Regions from separate parts of the Mustela erminea genome. Here region 2 is linked to region 1. The links are chromatin contacts, called in public Hi-C maps. All regions are on one chromosome and are shown on one strand. Each heading gives the region's core, a stretch centred on a gene start, on an enhancer-like site or on the middle of the called end of the contact. The rest is flanking DNA. Distances are from core to core; before and after follow the strand shown. Region 1 holds the start of CLPB (caseinolytic peptidase B protein homolog). Region 2 holds the start of ANAPC15 (anaphase-promoting complex subunit 15).

Evidence for each region. Hi-C and Micro-C count contacts between places; a contact is called where the count stands out from the background.
Region 2: a Hi-C map of skeletal muscle shows a contact between it and region 1, with 8 times the contacts expected there. The contact joins the promoter of ANAPC15 here to the promoter of CLPB in region 1. A contact is called at or near these places in 3 of 3 Hi-C or Micro-C datasets (fibroblasts, skeletal muscle and spleen).

What each region holds. Positions count from the first base shown.
Region 1 is chr9:57,056,321-57,059,020 of mMusErm1.Pri, forward strand. It overlaps CLPB (caseinolytic peptidase B protein homolog), which reads left to right and starts at 1,286. Exons shown (of 17, transcript XM_032356714.1): 1 at 1,286-1,688. The coding sequence starts at 1,286.
Region 2 is chr9:57,309,680-57,312,379 of mMusErm1.Pri, forward strand. It overlaps ANAPC15 (anaphase-promoting complex subunit 15), which reads left to right and starts at 1,404. Exons shown (of 5, transcript XM_032359567.1): 1 at 1,404-1,780; 2 at 2,478-2,607. The coding sequence starts at 2,488.

The DNA of each region.
Region 1 (2,700 bases), core at 36-2,535:
GCTCTTTTTGTTCTAGACATTGGTCTGAGTGCTAGTAATGTAAGAGAGAAAAAACAAAGTCCCTATTTTGTGGGGCTCATGTTCTATTGGAGTGAGACAATAAACAACTAATTTCCAGTATATCACGTGGTAAGTGCTGTGAAGAAAAATTAGGCAGGATAGGAAGCATGTGGGAAAGAGAATTGCTATTTTAAATAAAATCGTCAGAGAAGGCTCTGATGACATGAAGTTGGAGGAGAGAAGGAAGGGCAGAAGAGATGGGACTGGCATAAAATAGCTTCTTCCTTGTGGGCTGTCTGGAAAAGAGAGGAAGAAATGGGGGTGCCGGAACTGAGCTCCGAGTTAGAAGACCTGAGCTTTTTTTATTGATGGATTAGCAATTTTTTCCACCTCTGAGCTGAAATTCCCTTTCCTGTAGACAGGAATAACATTTCTTGCCCAGCTTCCCCATGCAGCTGTCATGAGATACGATGCGACAACCCACGTGAAACCCCTTCGAAAATAACACAAGTGAGAAAACAAGACTGGGAGTTAGCTCTTCAACCTAAAGGAAGTCTATGTAAAAATATAAAGAGAATTGTTATTACAGGTGTACTGGTTCCCCTAGACTTCTTTTTTGAAAAGCTGCCGCAGGCTAAAAAAAGACACAGGCTAAAAGAAATAAGCATACATTTCATAAAAGTTTTCTACTGCAGATCTCTGTTTAACTTGCAGTAGTCAGAGCCTGTGTCGCATTAAAAAAATTTTTTTTAATGATTTTTATTTATTTGAGAGAGAGGGCACGAGAGAGGGGTGGGTCAAAGGGAGAGGCAGACTCCCCGCTGAGCAGGGAGCCCAATTCCAGACTAGATTCTGGGACTCCAGGATCACGACCCCAGCTGAAGGGAGTGGCGTAACCAAACTGAGCCACCCAGGCGTCCGCCTGCGTCGTGTATTTTGACTAAACTTGGCAGAAGGCTCTGGGAATCGAACTTCAATTCTAATCTCTACGTTCTACCCAGGCATTTCCCCTCTTACCACGCCCCCTCAGTCAAACTCCACTTCCCAACATGCACTAGGCTTCTCTAAGTCGGCAGTCTTTGTGACGCAAGTTCCACAGCTTTCTGGGAAATGTAGTTTATTTGTTCTCCAGTTACGGAAAAGTCTAAGGCTATGGACTACCACTCCCGTGAAGTAGTGCGGTATTCCACCGCGTTCGCGGCGTCTTCGAACGCGCCGCGGCAGCCATGTTGGACGCGGCCAGCACGGGGGCCGGCACCAGGGGGTAATCGAAGTAGCTGTCACGATGCTGGGGTCCCTGGTGTTGAGGAAAACAGCGCCGGCGCCGCGGCTCCTCCTCCAGCTGCTTAGGTCCTCTTCGCTCCGGAGTCATGGAAGTGCCTCCAGCTCGAGTGTGACCACCGCGGGCCGCGGGCAGCCGCAATGGTTGAGGGCAGCCGTCGGGGGGCGCCCTGGAACATCGCCAGCCTTCCTCCCCCATGAAGGGGCAGCCACCTGGGGGCGCCAGGGAGGACTCACCGAGACCTCGTGCCTCGTAGCCGCAACATCAGGACGCCTTCCTAGCCCAGAAGAAACACTCCCGGGACAGGACAGCTGGAACGGGGTCCCCAGCAGGGCCGGACTGAGCATATGGGCCCTGGCCACCGCGCTTGTGGTTCACTGTTACAGCAAGAACCCGTCTAACAAGGGTGATTATCCGGGCAGTCTGGGTTCGAGGAAGACAGAGGCGGGAGGAGTGACCCGACTCCGTATCTTTGGAGGGCGGGAGTTGCTTATAGACTGAGGTCAGCAGAGCTTCAGGCCTGTAGGGTCTCAGACATCGTCTGGTTATTGGGGCAAGCTGGTGAACTGGAGGACTCAGTGCCTCTGAGTTGGATAACTTCCTGTCATAGGTCAGCTCCCTCGTTTGGGCATTATTTTGTCCATCTGTACAATGGAAACATTGAGACATTCTAAAATTAGAGTGTGGGCCTTTTATGCACTAATATTCTGCCTGGTCGAATTCCTCTCTTAAGTGTTCTCCCAAGAAACTGCTGTGTGTTCTAATGGCAACTATTAGATAGTTTAGAAAAAAAACTATTAGATAGTTTAGAAAGGTGGCCCAAGAAAGGAGTACAGACTTGGTTTCAGTGCCACCTTTGCCACTGCTCACCCCTTGCTCCTCTCTGGTTTCAGGTTCTGCCCTTACACAGTAAAGAATGATTTCTCAGTACTCTTACAGTGCTGTTATTTTGAGTCTTGAATTAAGCAGTCTGGGTCTGCCCATCAGCCTCCTAGGGATTTTGTTGTCCCTGGTCTCAGGTGTGAGGTGATCTTACCCAGCCATGCAGTTGGCAGGAGAAGAAAAACAAAGAAGTTGGATCCTTAGAGACCCAAAGCAACCAGGGGGGCTGGCTGACCCAGGTTGGCATCTCACCTGGGTGCAAGGGAGTTGAGCAGGAACTGGGAGAGCAGGCAGCCAGACTTCTGGCTTATGTGAGTCCAACCTCGCAGGTTCTCAGTAGTTCCTCAGGCGGGAAGGCAGGAAGCATGGTGTTCATAGGTCTCATGCATCCCAAGCTCTGAGACTTGGGAGCAAAAGTGGGGACTGTCTTAAACTAAGTTTATCGAGCAGGATGTGGCCAGCTGTAAAGGAAGGGTCCTGAACTGGGGGTAAGGACGTCTGGGATCTTGTTCTGGTTCTACCTCTAAGTCCCATTG
Region 2 (2,700 bases), core at 154-2,653, 250 kb after region 1:
ATAAATAAAATCTTTTTAAAAAAATAAATAAATAAATAAATAAATAAATAAAATATACACAGTACTTTACCACTTAAACATGTAATTTCATCAAATCCTCACATCTGTCCAGGATAGGAGGAAGGCTGCAGTTTATGAGACTGGTTGAAGAGGAAACTGAATCCAGGTTGGGAGAAAAAGGGACTTGTTAAAGTTCACACGTTGGGTGTGGCCAGGAGTGGAATTGTGGATGACTGCTAGTCCTTGACGAGGCTGGTGAGTGATGGAGCTTAATGGGGGTTGGAATTGATGGATTGCCAGTTTACAAGAAGGCATGAGCTCTGAAGGGGAGGCTGAGTCAGAGGTTACTGTAACAGAAGCATCAGCATAGGACTGGGAGAGATGACGAAATTAACCACTAAGGTATTAGGGCAGCTGACTTCCCCAAAAGCAGTGCCCTGAGGCTGACTAGTCAGTCACTCAGACCAACGCAAACTGGACAGGCAATCTTAAGAAACCAGTGAGTCCGCGGTGGGTCTGCAGAGTCTGGCTTCTCCACTGGACTGTGAGGTCTGTGGGGGCAGGGACCATGTTCTAGATTTAGCCCCAGCTTCTAGCAGAGCCTGGAATATAGCAGGGACTCCATGATTTCTATAGAAGTCATACATAATTCAGTGTATGCGCCCAAACAAACTGAAGGTGAGAAGGAACAGACGGAAGGGTAGTAATAACACCCAGCGATCTTGGGGTAGAAGTAGACGGATTTTCCTGGGACGCGGCAGGACAAACAGTCCTAGTACTAAAGCCGGTTGCTGCCAGCTATTTTTCCGCAGGGGTTGGCAAACCGATCCTGGCTAGGAACGAAGGGGCGGTGTTAAATAGGGCTTTTGGGGAGGCCTGGAGAGGCCGAAAGGCGGAGGCTCAAGGAGGGGCCAATAGAGTAGGCAAATTTCCAACCTCAACGTTGTGATTGAAGTGTGTAACGTCACATCCGGTGTGGTGGGCGGGAGCGGGAAACAAAAGGAAGCCAAGGCGCACGCGCCGGTGCTGCTCGGGTTCTGGCGGGTTCTTCCGCTCAGGCCGAGAGAAGTGCTTCCGGGTCGCCGCCGGCTACCGCCTCCCGGCGCGGTAAGTACAGAAGGCAGGCTGCGGCCGCTGTCTCCCTGCCGCTTCTCTTCGCCCTCCCCCAGAGAAAATCCGTGGCCCTGCCGCGGCTCCTCAGGTCCTTCAGTTCAGACTCCTTTTAACAGTAAAGAGCTCCCGCTCATTGGCGCTTCCTCGAGGCCAAGCCCCACCCCGTCGCCCAAGATCCGTCACTCATTGGTGTCATTTTCTGTCACCCAGCATTTCTTCCAGTTAATTGGCCCTACTCAGGCCCCGTTCCTTTCGCTATTGGTAACCCTATAAGGGCAAATGCCTTTTCGAATCCCGCCCCTGCATTCTTCGTGTTGATCCACCCCGCATCATTATCATAATAAGCGAAGAATGGGCGGTGGCTTGGTGGCAAGGGGTGGCCTTTCCGCGCCTCGGCCTAAGTGGCCTCTTCTGCGTAGGGGACGTGAGCTTGGGTGCTCTTGTGCTAATGTCATGGGACGGGAAGCCGAGATTCACGGAAGGGCAGCGGCTGGCCCAGTATCGGTCAAATGAGTTTAGGGTAAAAGCAGAACTAGACGTAGGTGCTTTTCTCCTGCTCATCTCCTCTAGTGCCTGGCCTTGATTTCTTCCCTGTGGGAATTCAGTGCCCCAACTCATGATCTGTAGCCCGTCGTTGCCTGTCGCAGGGCCTCAATTTTTCTGTGAGGTGAAAGACTTTAATTCAGATTCTCTGGGACCTTTTGGTCAGCCCCCTCAGCTGCTTAATCCTTGCCGAATTTACTTATTCTCTCACATGATAGTTCATTCAGCCTTCCATTTACTTATCCATTTACTCATGCCTTTCTGAACCATACTGCACGTGGAACCCCTCACCACCACCCCAGTTTAGCTCTCGTTCAGGAGAGAGGTGATTAGAGTCCTAAATTTCTGACACGGGGTAAGTATGTTAGGGATCATCATAGAGGGGCAAGAAGTAGGTTTTACTGTTTGGAGGAGGTAAAGATAGTGTCAGTGGAGCCTTGTTCTAATTTTGTAGTGTTGGTCTGCATTCATAGATCTACATTTGGGTTCCATTCTCTTCCCCGCCTTGACCAGTTTAAACACTTTACTTCTCCATAAAGGGAATTAATTATCAGAATAACTATGAGAGTGTAGTATAATTATTATTCCCCATTTTACAGATGAGGAAACTGAGGCTCAGAGAGGTTAAGTGACTTGGCCAAGGTCAAAACAGCTAGTAAGTGGTGGAACAGGATCAAACCCAGGTCTATCTAATTCCCACCAAGAAAAGCTATTTCCCTCCTACCTATCTTCTCCACCTCACCCCCAGATTAAACTGTAACCAAATAAAACCCCAACCAAAGACACCTGGTAGCTGGATTTCACCTGGCCCTTTACCTCAGTCTAGGAGCCATGTCCACCTTGTTTCCCTCACTTTTCCCCCGTGTGACGGAGACATTGTGGTTTAACCTGGATCGACCCTGTGTGGAGGAGACAGAGCTACAGCAGCAAGAACAACAGCATCAGGCCTGGGTGAGTAAGGACCTAACAGTGGCGGAGCCTTAGTCAGGTAATAGCTTTTTGCCCTGAGTTGGGAATACTCAAGCTGGGCGGAAGGAGGGCTAG